Regions from separate parts of the Mus musculus genome. Here regions 1 and 2 are each linked to region 3. Evidence: chromatin contacts called from public HiChIP or PLAC-seq data. All regions are on one chromosome and are shown on one strand. Each heading gives the region's core, a stretch centred on a gene start, on an enhancer-like site or on the middle of the called end of the contact. The rest is flanking DNA. Distances are from core to core; before and after follow the strand shown.

Region 1 (3,599 bases), core at 66-2,565, 280 kb before region 3:
CATATGAATTCTAAAAGCAGACTGGCAATTCCTGCAGAAAGAGCCAACTGGGCTTTTGATGGTGGCTGCTTTGAATATGTACAGTTTGGGTAGTATTATTATCTTAGTGTGTCCTCTGATTTATGAATATTGGATGTCTTTCCATTTATTTAAGTTTTCATAATTTCCGTACTGTTCTATAGTTTTTGGAGTTCAAATGTTGTATTCTTTCCTTATAGATTTTTGTTTATTTTTTGGGGGATAGGGTGGTCTCCCTATATTTCTCAGGCTGGTCTGAAATGCCCTAACATGGATTCAAACTTGAGGTCCACCAGCCTCTGAGGTCCACCAGTCTCTGCCTCCCAAGTGCTGGGATTAAAGGCATGCGCCATCATGCCCGGCTTGTTTCTCATTGTTAATATACAGAAATGAAATTAACTTTTGTATGTTAACTTTTCAATTATTCCATGTTGAATGTGCATGTTTGTGTCTGTGTGTAAGGGCAGGCATGCATGTGGAGACCTAAGGACAACTTCTGGGAGTTGGTTCTTTCCTTCCACCATGGGTTCCAGGGATGACACTCAGGTCTTTACGCTTGAGTAGCAGACATGTTCACCTTCTGAGCACTCCTCTGGCTTATGTTGTCTTCTAACCCTATGAACTTGCTGATCTTGGTTATCATTTCAAATAGGTTTTCTTTGCATGTACAGTTTTTGAAGATGGGTTAGAGTCTTAGGTAACTTTTAATATTCTAAAGCACAGGCAAAGTTTAGCACAATAATCCAACTGCACGATACACACCCAGAGCTCACCCTGCTAATCCCTCCCATCGGAGGGTGGTGCCCCTGCTCTGGGCATAGAGCATGCAACACGCCTCTCCACTGACAGCCTACATAATGACTAAGAGGGGTAAGTCCCTGCTGTCTCAAGTCCATGGTGAGACACAAACTTCTCTTCCACAGAATGCTGTTATAAAGAGAGCTGAGGTCACAGCCCCCTTGTCTACTTACATGGGCACAAACAGGTGAGGGTACCATAGAGTCTGGACTTACTATTCTCAAAGTAAAAGGACTTCTGTTTCCTTCCAAGAGAAACTGTACTCTTAACTGATCTCTGCCGAGCTGCTCTCTTCCCCAACAACCTGGGGCTCTGTCCCAAGGTGCCTTATTTTGAAGGGCAATCACGGTCGTTCTCACAAAAACTGCTATGCTTGATGCAAATGGTGACTGTTTCCTATCAGACACATTTTGCTTCAGCCAGCCATCACTCAGCGATGCTTTACATCTCTCATCTGTGAGTCACTGACTTGAGAGTGCAGCTGCCCAGAATACCCAGGCATATGAAAGGATCAAAATACCACACTTTGATTGATTCAGAGAGTTATTTTCCACCACAGGCAGCCTGAGAGCTTCTGCCTTGTCTCTGACTAATTGGAGATGGGAAGGAGCAGATCAAGCCACTCGCTGCACTTGGGAGACCATCTCTCCTCCCCTCAGGCACAAGATCCCAGGAGTAGAGCCCTGTGTGTGCGCTCCACGCCGAGATGCGTCCAGAGGACGCTCATCTGAGTGTAATCTGGGTATCAGAGTCATCGTTTGAAGGGATCCTAGAATTTCGGTTTGACAAAAATCGAAAAAAAAAACATTTTAGAAAGAAAATCGGATTTGCGTGTAAATGAAGAATATTCCTGAAAAGAAAGTCTGTTACGAAACTGAAATCTGGAGACCGCGGTGGTGCCAGTTTGAGTCATCAGTTCCCTCTACACCCTAATAATCGTGGGCTCTTTGATCACAATGACTGCTCAGGGTGATGCTTTTCTTGTTTGCTTTTTTTCAGTACTTCATTGTGTAAACAGGGCTGTCTCGCTACTGTCTTGCAAACATGTTTACATTTGGGGATCAGAGGGAACATCTGTTAGAAACAGATTTTATGCTTTTCTGTCAACTTGGGGGAAATCTGAATCGCATTTCCTGGTAATATTATTTTAAAAGCTCTTGGAGGGTTAAACAAACTTCTACAGGCAGGACATTCGCCGGCAAAGTGTGGTTGCTCTCCGTGTCTATATCTAAAACTCGGTCCTGAAAATATTCAGATGAAGTAACTATTAACCAAAGCAGGTATTAATTACTCTCCATTTTCCTAAATAGCAGCAGGCTGATGAGCTAAGTGACCTGGTCAATGGGAAGGCAGCAAAGAGGGGATTACAAACTGACCCTTCATCAGCACCTACAAAATCCTCAGGTCTCAAAAGTCCTCTGATATTATTTCCAAAAAAAGAAAAAAAAAGTTACAATTCCTCACACTGTTCTGAGATTGCTTATTCTGGGGCAGACAAAGGAGAAGCTGGGTGGCAGTCACAGAAGCCATCAGGTTCCTTGTCCACACCCTGCATCAGAGATGTGGGCTAGGTGCCCTGTGCAGGGGCAAAGCCTAAAGGAGAGGACAATATGAGGGTTCTGGGCAAGAAAACTTCCAAACACATCAACGGCATCTGTTTCTGTGGCACCTATGGTAGCGATACCTATACGAGGGCCTGGTGGCCTGGCAGGATGGGGTAACTCATTCTGGCTTTACAAATCAAGGCAAAAGTGTTGTCCTGAAGGAAGAGGAGATTCAGGCAGTGAGGCCCTTCCACCCAGGCAAGAGGGGCTCACTCTAGTTCAGCCAGACCAGAAAGCCCCTTCACCCTTGTCCTCCATGAAGTCTTCAATCCTCTCTACCTTCAGTGTCCCAGAATTTCCTCCCAATGGGTCCCAAGAAAGACTCAAAGTTCTGTGGATGCCATTCCTCTGAGTCCTTCCTCCTTCATAGGTATATCAACCTGAAAGGCAAGCAACCAGCCAGGACAGCTACCCTGAGTGGTACATTGTGTGTGTGGCCTGGAAGTTCTCCAGCATGCAGGACAGCACAGTGTGGGAACAGGAGGAAAAGCAGGAAAGAGCTGTTGTATATTGGTTCCCACACTACCATGTCTCTAGTTAGAACTCTAAATGCCTGACTATTGTAAGTTCAAACCCTCTCTTCTGGCCTCTGAAAACTCTCACACCATGGCAGAAGGACCACAAACATATCTCAGATAATCCATTTGTGAGATTTATTTCTAATATTTTAATATTTAATTATATGACACAGGGTCCAATCAATTGTGTCCATGCCTGAGACCTTATGAATGTTAGAAGCAGGCACGTACAAGGCTGTGTACACAAGGGCTGGTCAGGGGCAGACTCAGGTACACACCAATACACAGGCTGTAGACCTGGATCCTCTGAAGTAGAAAGGAGTTTGCCCAGAAAGGCCTCCTTCATGGGGAATATTACGCTGAACAGGGCTTAGTTAAACCTTTACCTGTTTTGTTGTACTGGTAGACAAATGTAACAGGGCAGCACAAGCAAAGGTTAATCTTAAAACCACTGGGGCCTTCCCCTTTGTGGTTTCTACCTCCATGTCCAGCAGCAAGCTCCCTGAACACTCTGATAGGACCAGTGGGAACCGAACCAAGAACAGCTAGCTATGAGTGGAGAGCAAACAGTAAAGTAGGCACGGAGACAGAACACAGGCGATAAGGCTGAACCATAAGGAGCAATTAAATAGCTGTACGTGGATGCATGAGAGATCCATCT
Region 2 (3,722 bases), core at 996-3,495, 300 kb before region 3:
GGAAAAATGACAGACTATCATGTGTAGACAAATAGAATTAAAACAACAACAAAAAAAACCTAGGTTGCCTTTGCTATTTAAACAGAGACATTTATTTCCTAATGGACCACTTAACAGACAGATGCAAAGATGTGGGCAGGCCAGTCATCAGAATTAACAGAATGATTTTGCTTGCACTACACATTCTGATTTGTATGAATCTTATTTTTAGCCATGCACAAAGGGCAATAAATGGAAAATCTTATTCTAACCGCTACTCTTTCTGAACCTCCCACACTGATCCACCTACCGCACAGCTTCACGAATGTAAAAACCCAGCCCAGGGTTTGTCCTAACAAGGGATGCAAAGTGGCTCAAGTGTGTGACACTTTTTCCAGTCACTGTTTGTACTTTCATTCTTTTTCTGTCTCAGGACTTTCATGGAAAACAAGGTTGACTTATCTCTGGGCATGCTCCACATCTTAAGGTGGTATGCAGTCCAGTGTGCAGATGATACTGCCACAAGCCAGACAGACCCTGGTAAATAAATGTTCACCAAAAACTGTCCTGTGAATCAGGATAAGTGACATTAGGACAGGTGACACCTTCAACATTTTGTTTTGAAACGACGATATTTAAAAGAATCCTCTGGTTAACAGCTGTGATGTCAGAAACATAAAGTTATAAACAGGTGTTGAGGAATGGTTTTTGCCAAACATAAGCCAATAGCACTTGGCTTCTGTCTGCTTCCAGCCTGCAGTAGCCAGTGTCTAGCAAGACACATCGGACCCTCATTAGCCCTTCTCTTCTTTGAAGCTTTCTGTCTGCTCTCGCCACAGGTTGCCCATACCCCAGGCAGAAGCTAATCAAGGTTTAACTATCACCCAGATGTCACAGCGGAGTGAGGTATCTGACGCTCGCAGACAAGTACAACAACAAGCAGTAGAACCAAACCGAAACAACCAACCATCAGAGAGGACGTCTGCTAGGGGCACACAGAAAACAGAGATAACTTTTTGATTCCTTCAGATTCTTAAGGAAAAGTTACTAAGGTCTCAAAGTATCAATGAAAATGTCTACTCTCCTGAGCCCCTCCCCATCCCAACAGAGAAGCTATGCAGGTAAGTGGCTAGTATTTTTAAAGGTCTAATTTGGTAAAATAATTGGCACACAAAAGAAATCAACCGTGAGAAAGGCATCGTTACCTGTGCACTGGCTCATTATCCAGAAACTAGAGGAACTGGCCCATCACTCTCTGGTAGGGGACGCACACCCTGCAGGGCTAAGACCTTCTTCTTAGAATGTGGTTCTAGAGCTTGCGAGAAAGCCTCAGAAGATGCTCCTGGGGCTTCAGTCCACTCTCGTCAGCTTCTGACTTGTGTTGTAAAAACACATGGAATGAAGTATTATGAAAAAGTGGGTCACACACCACTGAGAAACAACCACACCGCCCCCAAATCAGACACAAAATGACTGTGCTGTGACAGATGGGAGGGTCTGGGCACAGTGAAAGCAAAACCTTCGTGTGGTGAGGCACAATTCAGTTTTCACTAGTCTGGGTTAGAGAAAGTTAGTCTCCGTGTCAATGACAAAGCTAACTCACTTTTAGCAAGCACTTGAGATCAGGCGACAAATGTCAGCCGAGAATGTCACCAGAGATTCATATATAATGTCACCAGCAATCTGAAGGAAGGTTTCTGGCTTAGCCGTGTGGCCATCCTAAGTGGCAGGTGCTGTGACTCAGTGAAGTGAAGCAACCAAATCGAAAACGAAGGAGCCAAGTCTCGTCAGTATTAGCAACTCCTTCACCAGGGAGGATCGAGGTACTGTCTGCCCTGTCCCTACACCTGTACCCAATCGGATGTCAAACACAATTGAGGATATTTACTTAAGTGCCATCAATTGCTGGGTGCAGATAGTAAAAAAAGACCCAGTGGAATGTAAGCATTCGTTCCCTGACCACCTGATTGCCACAGAAATATTCACATCAACCTATATAGAGTTTATGTTCCACGAAGGACACAGGATTTGAAGGGATGCAAATAACTCTTCCCTTTCAAGGAAGTTATTGTCTTATACACGGAAAGGTAAAAATTTCCAAAGACCCATTTTGTAACCCCAACTGCATCCAGCAGCTGCTTACTAAATACCTATTCTAAGGTAAGGACTGTGGATGGTACTACTCTGGAGGCTTAAGCAACCCCTAAAGTCACACCTGGTCTTTCTTTCCGTGTTTTAGAACCTCCTTAACCCTGTCTAAGTGTGAGGCGTCACCCCAACCCTTAAGTGGAAACCACTTCACAGGGCAGTAAGAGAGCCGCACACCAGAGCCCAGCGCTCTGAACAGACACTGCTTTTGAGGTTGGGAGGGGAACTAGAAGGAAAAGCTGAGGGAAAGCTTTGGATCAGAACAAGAGAAGGCAGGCACTTGGATGGAATTAGAGTTTTACTGGAGGGTGTGTTGTCTAGATTGTGGATAATACTGAGCTAAGTCAGCCTTCCCCATACCCATCAATTTGGCTTATTGTGCATTAAGTATGACTTTCAAAGTAACCAGACCTAGCCAGTGGAGCTAACACTAAAATCATCTGTACAGAGCCAATCTTTCTTTTATGATCCCAGGAGCTGCAAAGGCTTTGCAAGTCCGTCCAATATGGTTTTTAAATCGAATGTAGGGTTGAGAATGACGGCTATCAGAAGCATCCTCTAGATAAGGATACTGGGAGGTCCACATGTGTCTTGTGTAAAAGCTGAGTAATGGAACCTGGAGGGAAGACGTGAAAGAGGAGTTCTTCGTCCTGTAAGATGATGTCTGGTTAGTGCTGCTATTTCCAAGTGCCCCCAAGATCTTCAGTACAAATCAGTGCAGAGCATGGCTTATGAAGTTAGAATTCTTGGATAAAAACAGTTTGGAAGGACACACAAAAGCACCTGATGTAGGTGAGTTGTATCTTTGTGGCTAGATTAGAGGGAACATTTGCGTTTATTCTTTTATGTGGCTTTGACGATTATGTAGGATAACACGGATCTAATGAGAATTCAGACCAGTTCCAGAAGATGACATTATTCAGTGTGCGTGGGCTGTGTGAGTGCACACTGAGGACCACAGGATAAACTGGCGGTCTCAGAGCAAAGCTGTTGTTAAGTGAACCATGCATGAGTTTACTTTTTCAAGAAGGTATACGCCGAAGTGACCTCTGCTTTGCCACAAGGAGACAATTATTTTTGGATTCTGACTTTTTTCTAGAAATTACAACAGTTAATACATAAGACTCATGTAATTATCTGATTTGGTGTCAACTAAGGGTAGAATACGGGAAAAATCTAGACACAACAGTTTCTAATCTACAACGCACAGGGGCTTCGATAAACCCACTGGTTTGTAGAGCGTCACAGATGCTGTCCTGGGGCAGAAGAGCAGTGACACATCTCAACACAGCCATTCTCTGCAGTGTATGCCACCAGTGTGGCAGATACCAGGCCCTCTTGTGATGAATGGGGGTTCCTAGAAGGGCAAGTTGCCACTTCACCATTAATGTGAGGGTGAGGCAATCTGGTAAGCGAATATATGCTAAAATTGCTTTACCAAGATTAACATATGAATGAAGCCAGTTGGCACAGAAAGATTGGAAGCCTTTCTCCACCTGGGTTTCATCTAACAAAGAGAACATGTGCAAAAAAAAAAATTAAAAATAAAAAAAAGTGTGTAAAGTACACACAAGGGAGGTGTGTGCTGTGAAATG
Region 3 (4,118 bases), core at 1,275-3,774:
TTTATTGAAAATAGATTATTTTTTCCTCACAAAAATATATCCTGATTATAGTTTCCCCTTCCTCTACTTCTCCCAGTTTCTCCCCACCTCCCCTCCCATCTGAATCCACTTCTGTCTCTCATCAGAAAACATGGAGGCTTTTAAGGGATGATAATAAAACATAACAAAATAAAAGCTAATATGATAAAGCAAAACCTAATCCATCAAAGTTGGATAAGACAAAAAGATGGAAAAGAGCCCAAGAGAAAGTAGGAGAATCAGAGACTCACTCATCTACACACTCAGAAATGTCACAGAAACACCAAACTGGGAACCATTAATATGTATGCAGAGGACACAGTGTAGGCCCTGTGCATGTTGCCTCAGGCTCTGTGAGGTCATAACTTTTAATCTTGTCGACTTAGAGGGCCTTGTTTTCTTGGTGTCCTCTGTCCCCTCAGGATCTTACACTCTTTCTGCCTCCTCTTCTGTGGGGTTCTCTGAGCTCTGAGGGGAAGAATTTGATTGAGAACACATTTACAGGCTGGCTGCTCCAAGCTCTCTCACCCTCTGTACATTGTCTGGCTGTGGGTCTCTGTATTGGTTCCCATGTGCTACAGAAGGAAGCTTCTCTAGTGATGGCTGAGCAAGGCACTGACTTATGAGTATAAGAGAATGTCATTACCAGTCATTTCATTGCATTATTTTTAAGGACAATAGTGTTTGGTTTTACCCCAGGCCCCTAAGCTGTGTAGTCTCTGGTTCTTGGTCATTCAAGCAAGCAGTGTTGGGAAATGGCTTCCATCTTGTGGGGTGGGTCTTAAGTCAGATCAGTTATTGGTTGGTTTCTTCCACCAGCTTTTGCCACCGTTGTCCTAGAGAATCTTTCAGGTGTGGCACCAATGTAGATCAAAGGACTTGTGGCTGGTTTGGTGTTTATATTTCTCCTTCGCTAGATTGCAGGGTACCTTCCTGTACCAAAGAAGTTAGAACACAGGAGTGAAGGGTCTCTGTAGGCACCTGTTCCACTTTTCCATATTCAATAAGTTGTATAGATTTTGTCTTCAGTAATGGGCCTTGCTGTCAGTTTGTGTAGAGCAACCTATAATCTTGGCAACAGTCTTGTTTGGGGGTTCCCGTGAGACTGTTTTGGCCAAAAACTTAATTAGATGTAACTCAATCTCAATACTGGAAGTTTCATTTGGTGACAAGAGATGGCCAGGGCCATGTCTCCTCATTATTTGGCAGTTTCATGTAGATCAACTTCATGTACACACATACACACACACACACACACACACACACACACACACTCATGGAAGTGTATATATACACATATATATGTATATATGTGTGTGTGTGTATGTATATATATGTATGTACATATGTATGTATGTATGTATGTATATAAGCTTCTACTGTATTAGCTGTTTTATATTACTCTCAAAAGGCCCTTAATTTTAACCACCCCTCCCTGTGTTCCTTCCCTTACTCCTCCTCTTCCTTCCCGCTTCCCACTTGATTCTCCCATTTCAGCCCCCCATTCATCCATAACTACCTATTCTATTTCTCTTTCCTAATGATATCTATCATTAACACTGCCCCCTCCCTCATGCCTAGCCCCTTACTCTATACCTATCCTCTGTGGTTATATGGATTGTGGTTTGATTCTCAGTGACTTAACAGCTAATATCCACGTATTTGCCTTTCTGGGACTGCAATACCATCGTGCTGGGCATGGTAGATGCTATTCCTAACCCCAGCTCTGTGGAGGTGGAGGCAGAAGAATCAGGAGTTCAAGGTCATTCTCTACTACATAGTGAGGTCCAGGCAAGGCTGGGATGCTTGAGACCCTGACTCAAACATTCAAAACATTCATATGTGTGTGTGCATACGTTTATATGTAATCAAACAAAATGCAGCACTGTATAAAATGAACAGTATGCCATGGTCCAAGGCTGGTTCATCATGTGAACACCAATGTCAAAACTATAGTGACAGGAGACAAATTCTTGGTAGGACAAGAAGGACAAGAGGAAGGAGGAAGACTTGAGGTGGTAGAACTGCTCTATTCTTTGACTGGGCAGTAGTTATTAGATTGAAATTACATAAATATTTAGACCTATATGTTCTCCCAAAGTAAATTTTTACTGAGTGTGAGTTATGCATAGATTTAAAAAAAAATGTAGTGGGACCATAGACAAAACAAATATAACAGATGGTCCCTGCTGAAGCAGAGTGACAAGTAGGTCAAGTATGGAAGATTCCAAACCAAAAAATCAAACCCTCACCATAGATAGAGCACACCCCTTGACCTCACCACCCCTCTTTGTCAGTGAAGAAAGATTCGGCTAGACACAGCTACCCTCACGATTTTGCTCTAATGCTCTCTGTAGTCATTTCAAGTTTGTTGCTGAGCTCATCAATGACCTCCTGACCTTCATGTAGCCAAAGCGAAAAGCCATCCCTTTTCTTGCATCCCTGCATCCGCCCCACCTCTCAGCATCATTTGTTAGTTTCTCTTCTCGGTTTCGGTGGCAGGCGTTGCCCATGCTCACTCCTCAGTGTGGTTTTTCTCTCTTCACACCTTTGTAGTTTCACTTTGCCTCCTCTGTACTAATCCTCCAAACATGATGTGCCGAAAGGCTAGATCCTTGACTCATGACAGTTGTGTGTGTGTGTCAGTTTGACACAGTCAAGGGACCTCCGTCAGATTGTCCTACAGGCAGCCCTACATGGCATTTTCTTGATTGATGGTTGATACGGGAGGCTCCAGGCCACGTGGGTGGGACACTGCTACCCTGGCTGGCATAGGTAGCGAGAGTGAGCCTGAGAGCAAGACAGCAAGCAGTATCCCTCCATGGTCTCTGATTTACGTTCCTGCTTCAGTTCCTGCTCTGACTTCCCTCTGTGATGTATTGTGAGATGTAAGATGAAATAAACCATTTCCTCCCCAAGTTGCCTCCCATATTGGTGTTTATCGCAGCAGTGGAAAGCCAGGCAGAACAACCCCTATTCTCTTTCACTCACACTCTGTGCCAGTGGCTAGAGACTCTGGCTTTAAAGACCGTTCATTGGCTTGTGATTGACACATTATCACCTGTAGCCTTGACGGTATGCAGAAGTTTCAGACTCGCACATCTGGCATCCCACTTGACACCTCTATTTGGAAGTCTAGCCAGTATCTATCTCAAAGACAATGTGCCTACAATATTAAAATAGGCCTCTCTGTACACCTTTGCCCAATCCACACATCCCAGGAAATGGCTCCACCCCCCAGCCTCTGGAGTTTAAAGCTCACAATCATACCTGAGTCCTCCCTGCCCCCATCCCAGTAACAGCTATACACTTCTGAAGCATAACAAATGCCTTTCATTTTCATTTCTGTTGACGACAAGACACCATATTCTTAGCTTACCTGCTTGCTTTCCTTATTTCTTTCTTTCTTTTATTTTATTTTATTATTTTCTTTATTTACATTTCAAATGCTATCCCAAAAGTTCCCTATACCCTTCCCCCCGCCTTGCTCCCCTACCCATCCACTCCCACTTCTTGGCCCTGGCGTTCCCCTGTACTGAGGCATATAAAGTTTGCAAGACCTAAGGGCCTCTCTTCCCAATGATGGCCAACTAGGCCATCTTCTGCTACATATGCAGCTAGAGACACGAGCTCTGGGGATACTGGTTAGTTCATATTGTTGTTCCACCTATACGGTTGCAGACCCCTTCAGCTCCTTGGGTACTTTCTCTAGCTTCTCCATTGGGGGCCTGTGTTCCATCCTATAAATGACTGTGAGCATCCACTTATTTGCCAGGCACTGACATAGCCTCATACGAGACAGCTATACTAGGGTCCCTTCATCAAAATCTTGCTGGCATATGCAATAGTGTCTGGGTTTAGTGGCTGATTATGGGATGGATCCCCGGGTGGGTTAGTCTCTGGATAGTCCATCCTTTCATCTTAGCTCCAAACTTTGTCTCTGTAACTCCTTTCATGAGTATTTTGTTCCCTATTCTAAGGAGGAATGAAGTATCCACACGTTGGTCTTCCTTCTTGATTTTCTTGTGTTTTGCAAATTGTATCTTGGATATTCTAAGTTTCTGGACTAATATCCACTTATCAGTGAGTGCATACCTAGT

The links. HiChIP or PLAC-seq counts read pairs in DNA pulled down with a chosen protein or histone mark.
Region 1: a BATF HiChIP or PLAC-seq map of CD8 T cells shows a contact between it and region 3, with 5 read pairs. The contact joins two enhancer-like sites. A contact is called at or near these places in 2 of 115 datasets of contacts at active chromatin or transcription factors (CD8 T cells and regulatory T cells) and 1 of 9 other capture datasets (liver).
Region 2: a BATF HiChIP or PLAC-seq map of CD8 T cells shows a contact between it and region 3, with 11 read pairs. The contact joins two enhancer-like sites. A contact is called at or near these places in 1 of 484 Hi-C or Micro-C datasets (CD8 T cells), 1 of 115 datasets of contacts at active chromatin or transcription factors (CD8 T cells) and 1 of 9 other capture datasets (liver).

What each region holds. Positions count from the first base shown.
Region 1 is chr4:32,403,462-32,407,060 of GRCm38.p6, reverse strand. It overlaps a transcript of Bach2 not described here. Among named protein-coding and RNA genes, the nearest start is that of Bach2, 12 kb to the left of the region's middle. Within about 2 kb of position 1,315, at least 78 of the 459 cell types and tissues checked have an H3K27ac peak or open chromatin away from gene starts, as enhancers often do. A contact at or near this core is called in CD8 T cells and regulatory T cells, where this site is marked.
Region 2 is chr4:32,422,399-32,426,120 of GRCm38.p6, reverse strand. All of the region lies in intron 1 of Bach2 (BTB and CNC homology, basic leucine zipper transcription factor 2), which reads right to left. Among named protein-coding and RNA genes, the nearest start is that of Bach2, 6.8 kb to the right of the region's middle. Within about 2 kb of position 2,245, at least 30 of the 459 cell types and tissues checked have an H3K27ac peak or open chromatin away from gene starts, as enhancers often do. A contact at or near this core is called in CD8 T cells, where this site is marked.
Region 3 is chr4:32,125,452-32,129,569 of GRCm38.p6, reverse strand. No RefSeq gene overlaps it. Among named protein-coding and RNA genes, the nearest start is that of Gm52717, 33 kb to the left of the region's middle. Within about 2 kb of position 2,524, at least 22 of the 459 cell types and tissues checked have an H3K27ac peak or open chromatin away from gene starts, as enhancers often do. A contact at or near this core is called in CD8 T cells and regulatory T cells, where this site is marked.